Linked DNA regions of Rattus norvegicus: region 1 is linked to region 2. The links are chromatin contacts, called in public Hi-C maps. All regions are on one chromosome and are shown on one strand. Each heading gives the region's core, a stretch centred on a gene start, on an enhancer-like site or on the middle of the called end of the contact. The rest is flanking DNA. Distances are from core to core; before and after follow the strand shown.

The links. Hi-C and Micro-C count contacts between places; a contact is called where the count stands out from the background.
Region 1: a Hi-C map of the A7r5 cell line shows a contact between it and region 2, with 3 times the contacts expected there. The contact joins two enhancer-like sites. A contact is called at or near these places in 6 of 12 Hi-C or Micro-C datasets (the A7r5 cell line, Schwann cells, kidney and 3 more).

Annotation. Positions count from the first base shown.
Region 1 is chr5:154,991,306-154,994,295 of GRCr8, reverse strand. Hspg2 (heparan sulfate proteoglycan 2) reads right to left here. Exons shown (of 97, transcript NM_001427438.1): 2 at 718-853. Among named protein-coding and RNA genes, the nearest start is that of Hspg2, 32 kb to the right of the region's middle. Within about 2 kb of position 1,580, at least 23 of the 93 cell types and tissues checked have an H3K27ac peak or open chromatin away from gene starts, as enhancers often do. A contact at or near this core is called in the A7r5 cell line, where this site is marked.
Region 2 is chr5:154,924,966-154,928,131 of GRCr8, reverse strand. No RefSeq gene overlaps it. Among named protein-coding and RNA genes, the nearest start is that of Cela3b, 6.2 kb to the right of the region's middle. Within about 2 kb of position 1,706, at least 4 of the 93 cell types and tissues checked have an H3K27ac peak or open chromatin away from gene starts, as enhancers often do. A contact at or near this core is called in the A7r5 cell line, where this site is marked.

The DNA.
Region 1 (2,990 bases), core at 331-2,830, 66 kb before region 2:
GACCTGGGATCATGAGATCGGGGGTTCAGGACATACACATTCACATCTTTTTTTTTTGTTTGTTTGTTTCTTCTAGTGTGTATATGTTTGTGACCACATACAGTGTGCCACCGTGAGCAAGAGGAGGCCCTAGCTGGTTCCTTCTACGATTCCGGTTCTCGAGATCGAACTGTAGTCGTGAGACCTGGCGGCAAGCACCTTTACCCGCTGACCAATCTCACCAGCTCTAGTCTATTTTGTGCGTGTGCTGTCCTTAAAATAAGACTTTTTTTTTTTATGCATATGAGTACACGGTAGCTGTCTTCAGACACATCAGAAGAGGGCACCAGATCCCATTACAGATGGCTGTGAGCCACCATGTGGTTGCTGGGATTTGAACTCAGGACGCCAGGAAGAGCAGTCGGTGCTCTTAACCGCTGAGTCACCTCTCCAGCCCCCGTGTGTGTTGTTCGTTTGTGTTTGTTGTTGTTGTTGTTTAAGACAAGGTCTCATTTACGACAGGCTGGCCTCGAACTCATATATAATGGTGGCTAGCCTTGAACTCCTGATCTTCCCTCCTCCACCACCCAAGTTCAGGAATTAAGTTGGTGTATACCACGGCGCTCAATATATGGGCCGTCTCTTGAGGTCCTACCTGGGGTGGGTTTCATAGAACTTTCTGCAGCCAGGACTGTTCCTGGAAAGACTCCATCCCTAGTAGGGGGACACACGGCTCACCTCCTGACGCATCATCAGCCAACAGGTCCTCATCGTCAGAGAGGTATGAGTAGGTCCAGCCATACCGGCTCGCTGTGACAGTCTCTGTGTCCTCAGGAAGGGAAAGGCCATCATAGGCCCTTAGCCCCTGTGTCACCTATGGGAGATGACAGCCCGTGAGTCACCCTCTCCTGTCAACTGCCAAACTCTAGGGCCCTTCTCATTTCAGAGGGGACCCAACGTTCCATCCCAATAGCCCCTCCACAGTTGTTAGATTCACGATGGCTGAGAGAACCAGGAGGAGTCACTTTTTGTAACTCAGCTACCCAAAGACCCACCCACCCCTTGGAGGCCTCGGAGCCCAATGTTCAGATTCTCAGGGATTCTCTGGATAAAGCAAAGAGTAAAAGGAAGGTCATTTGGTAAAAGGTGGCTTCGTTGTCATTGGAGGATGCAAGGGGACACCCAGGACATGAGAGTAGGCCAGCGGACACAGGTAGATATTAGGCAACCTGAAGAGACATGAGCAGGTAGAGGAGTGGCCAGTTTAAGTGTGGAGGGGACATGGGCAGAAGGGAGAGAATTGATGTAGGCTTTGGTGACGGTTCCTCCCTCCTCTGGCCCTTGGCCTTCCACAGCTCCTCCCTCCTCAGTCCTTTGGCCTTCGCCACCAGGTCTGGTGTCCAAGCCTGGCTGCAGGCAGCACATTCCACTGCTCAGAACACGTAAAGCCCTGCAGCTAAATGCTTGTGTCTGAATGGAGGCAAGACAGACATCAACTCCCCGCGACCTCGGACTAATGCTAAGCTCAAGTGCATCTGAGGCATCTGTCCTGGGAGAGCAAGGGGGAGGTGTGGGACAGCGGCAAAGCACAAGGCTAAGCCTGGTGCCTATGACCCAGGCTCTCCCAAGAAATGGCTGTGGGCAGTGGACGCCTACATCCGCTTGGACAATATCTAGATGTTTTCAAAGGCGTTGTCCAGGTAACTGAGAGGAAAACACCCAGGGAGCCCAAAGACTGGGAGGCCCCAGACGCAGGAATTCAGTATTCAATGACCCCAGGACAGTCCCAAATCCCTGGTGAAAGGGCTTCAGGCACTGCCAGGGCTCGGTGGTGTCTGGACAGAGGGACACAGTTCCCTGTGAAAGCCCCAATTCTATACAGTCCATGTCCCCCATGACTAATGCTACAGGGCTTTCTGCCACAGTGTCCTTCCTTGTCTGCTTTCTGGAACCAACTCTTGTTATCCTTTCGAGCTATGTTACTTAGCCGTTACCCCAATAACTGCCCAGAAACAAAACCGCACGCACGTTTAGTCTGGTATATCGGCTCACACCTATAATCCCAACACTTAGGGTGGGGCAGGAGAATCAGTTCAAGGTGAACCTTGGCTGCACAACAAAGTGGAGGTCAGTCTGGGTTACCTAAGACCTTGTCTCAAACACACACACACACACACACACACACACACACACACACACACACACACACACACTCTGCTGGTCTTTCCTTCACTGTGTGTGGCACTCTCTCCCACCCTATGTTCCCATAAGTAGACACAAAATCCCTGGGTCTGTCTTATCTGCTGCCAGTCCATCCACACGGGAGCTGAGGCTCAGTCTAACTGCCAGGCACAGCCATCATCTGTGTGTGTGTGTGTGTGTGTGTGTGTGTGTGTGTGTGTGTGTGTGTGTTTCCAGGACTGAGCACTACTTGATCACTTTGTGTTTGCCCCACTGCTGAGCCTAGGATAAGAGCTGTACAGCCCTCACCTGACACCCTGGTATGACCTACTGCCTGATCCTCATAGGCAAAGAGCCGTGTCGCTACCAGATCCCTCTCTCCCAACTACAGAAGGGCTCATTCCTGTCCACAGTGGTAGCCAAAGGCTTGCGGACTATGTCCCCACGCAAACAGGTATGTGACCTCTGAATCTCCAGGACTGGTAGCCAAACACAGTGGGACATGTCTCTAATACCAGCACTTAAGAGGCAAAAGCAAGGAGGTCATGAGTTCAAGGCCAGCAGGGGTCTTGCCTCGAAAACACGCAGTGTCTTGTCTCACTGATACCGGCACTTGTCTTCTTCAACATGCAAGGCCCTGGGTTTGGTTCCAAGTACCATCATCACCAAAACACAAAAGCAGAACCACCCTCCGGGGTTGGGGAAAATAGATTACTGGCTCCTTCTCAGAACCCCAGTGGCAGCTTCTCATCCCAGGTTTGACAGAGCTGTGCGTACCCAGGAGATTCTGGGAGGCTTGCTTAAAAACAAGACCAGAGGTTCTGCTTCCT
Region 2 (3,166 bases), core at 457-2,956:
CGCTCTACCACTGAGCTAAATCCCCAACCCTGACCTTTTTTTAAAAATTGACACAGGCTGTTATTGTTTGGGAAGAGGGACTCATGGTTGAGATAGGCAAGTCTGTGGGATATTGTTTTGCTTAATGATCAATGTGAGAGGAACCAGCTTTTAGGGGCAGAGCCACCCCAGGTCTAATGGTTCTGGAAGGTATAAGAAGACAGGCCGAGGGTTGGGGATTTAGCTCAGTAGTAGAGCACTTGCCTAGCAAGCGCAAGGCCCTGGGTTCGGTCCCCAGCTCCAAAAAAAAGAAGAAAAAAAAAACAAAACAAAAAATCAAAAGAAGAAGAAGAAGAAGAAGAAGAAGAAGAAGAAGAAGAAGAAGAAGAAGAAGAAGAAGAAGAAGAAGAAGAAGCAGAAGAAGCAGAAGAAGAAGATAGGTTGAGGAAGGCATAAAGAGCATCCTCCTCTTCCAGGGCCTCCGCATCAGTTCAGGCCTCCAGACTCCTGCCTTGAGTTTCTGCCTCTCAGATAATGGGCCGTAGGTTGTAAAATAAAAGAAACCCTTTCCTTCCCCAGTTGCTCGGTGATCATGGTGTTTTATCAAGCAAGAGAAACCTGACTAGATCATGTGTGTTCCAAGGATCACCTCAGGTTACCAGGCTTGGGGCTGCTACCTTTACATGTTAGACCATCTCGCTGGCCCTTGATCTGGTTTTAGATTATTTTGGGTCTCTGCTTCATTTGACTAAACCTGCATCAAGTCAAGGCCTTGGAGGGAACAAATGCCAGTCCTAAGGAGTTTCTAGGAAGACTTAATCAAAGGAGGCACGGGTTGGGGAAACAGACAAGGGGCAGTGAAGCCTCCTAAGGCTCACAGCAGTGGGGAGCCTATAACATTGTAGGCCTGAAGGGGCAGAGGGAGGGGGAAATTTGTGGAGCTAAGAGATGACCTAGAGGGCTGGAGAGATGGCTCAGTGGTTAAGAGCAATGGTTGCTCTTCCAGAGGTCCTGAGTTCAATTCCCAACAACCACATGGTGGCTTACAACCATCTGTAATGGGATCTGATGCCCTCTTCTGGTGTGTATGAAGACAGCTACAGTGTACATAATAAATAAATAAATAAATAAATAATGTACTTAAAAAAGAAAAAAGAGATGACCTAGAAAGAAAATTGGAGGTGAAGCCAGGGCCCTTGGAGAGAAGCTGGATAAGCCACAGGGGGTAAGGAGCATCACCCCCTCACCTCTGAGACTGTCTTCTTTCTCACAGCACCATCCAGGTGACCAGGAACACCCTGGCACCTGTCCTGACACTGGCGCTCATCTGTGGAGTGTGCACTTGGCTGAGAGAGCATTCCGAGTGGACCTCTACCTCCACCCTACCCCTGCCAGGCCTCCAGAAGGCATGGCACCCGCTGTGGGAAAGGCTACCTGAGCACATTGCCCAATGCCTTTGTGTTCCCACTAAAGCAAGGCCTTCCTTGGGACGAGGGCCACCTGTGCAAGTTCCAGGTCTAGAAGCCACAGATGGGTGCTTGCTTAATCCTAGGTGTCCTTACACACACACACACACACACACACACACACACACACACACAGACACACACACACACACCAGGCTGGCTGCCAATCTGGGAGGGACGGGACTGGTAGTTGGGGAACTAAGAGCAACCAAGTACCAGCAGGTTCCAGGCATCAACCTCTCAAATGTGTGACTCACAGCAAACACAGCACAGGAAATGCTCTGAGAAGTCCTGAAGCAAAAAGTCATTTGAGCTTTGTCCTATTTCCCAATGCCACTGGGGCTTTCTGTTTTCTTTCTTTCTTTCTTTCTTTCTTTCTTTCTTTCTTTCTTTCTCTCTTTCTTTCTTTCCTTCTTTCTTTCTTTCTTTCTTCCTTTCTTCCTTTCCTTCTTTCTTTCTTTTTCTTTCCTTCCTTTCTTTTTTCTTTTTCTCTTTCTTTTCTTTCTTTCTCTTTTCTTTTTCCTTCTCTCTCCCTCCCTCCCTCCCTTCCTTCTCTTCTTTTTTTTAAAAAAAGATTTATTCATTTATTATATATAAGTACATTGTTGCTGTCTTCAGACACACCAGAAGAGGGCATCAGATCTCATTACAGATGGTTGTGAGCCACCATGTGGTTGCTGGGATTTGAACTCAGGACCTCTGGAAGAGCAGTCGGGGCTCTTAACCTCTGAGCCACCTCTCCAGCCCCTTCCTTCTCTTTTTTTTTTTTCCCGGAGCTGGGGACTGAACCCAGGGCCTTGCCATTGCTAGGCAAGCGCTCTACCACTGAGCTAAATCCCCAACCCCCCTTCTCTTCTTGATACAGTTTCACTATGTAGCTTTGATTGAGTTGCTACTCTTTCTGTAGATCAGGCTGGCCTTGATCTCCCAGATCCACCTGCCTCTGCCTCCCCAGATGTATTCCACGCTTTTCAGACCAGTAGACATGTCAAAAACAAATTTGGTTTTGTTTTAGCAGATGCACTTTTAGAACTTATGTAGCGGGTGGGTGTGGGTAAGTGCGCGTGTACCTTGCAGCACTCTTGTGGAAGTCAGAGAACAAGTTTGGGAGTTGGTTCTTTTCTGCCACCATGTAGGTGCTTGGGATTGAACTCAGGTCCTCAGGTTTGGCAGCAAGTGCCTTCTGCAACTGAGCCATGTAGACAGCCCCTGTGGTGGTTTGAATAGGCATAGCCCTCATAGGCTCATATATTTGAATGCTCGGTCAACAGGGAATGGAATTGTTTGATAGGATTAGAGCGATTAGGAGGCATGGCCTTGCTGGAGGAAGTGCATCTCTGGGGGTGGGCGTTGAGGTTGCAAAAGCCAGGTCAGCAGATCCAATCTTGCTGCTCTGCCTATGGAGCTGGATGCAGCTGTCAGCCGCTTCTCCAGCAGGTCTGCCTACGTGCTGCCATGCTCTCCCCGTGATAATAATGGGCCGAGCTTCTGAGACTGTAAACAAACCCTCAATTTAACACTTTCCTTTGTAAGAGTTACTGCGGTCATGTGTTTCTTCGCAGCAATAGAACAGTACACACACACACACACACACACACACACACACACACACACACACACACACATGCACGCGCCTGATCACACTGAGGCCCAAAGCTGAGTCCTCTATCATTCTTCCAACCTTATTTTTATTTGTTGGGGCCAAGGTTTCTCAATCAAAC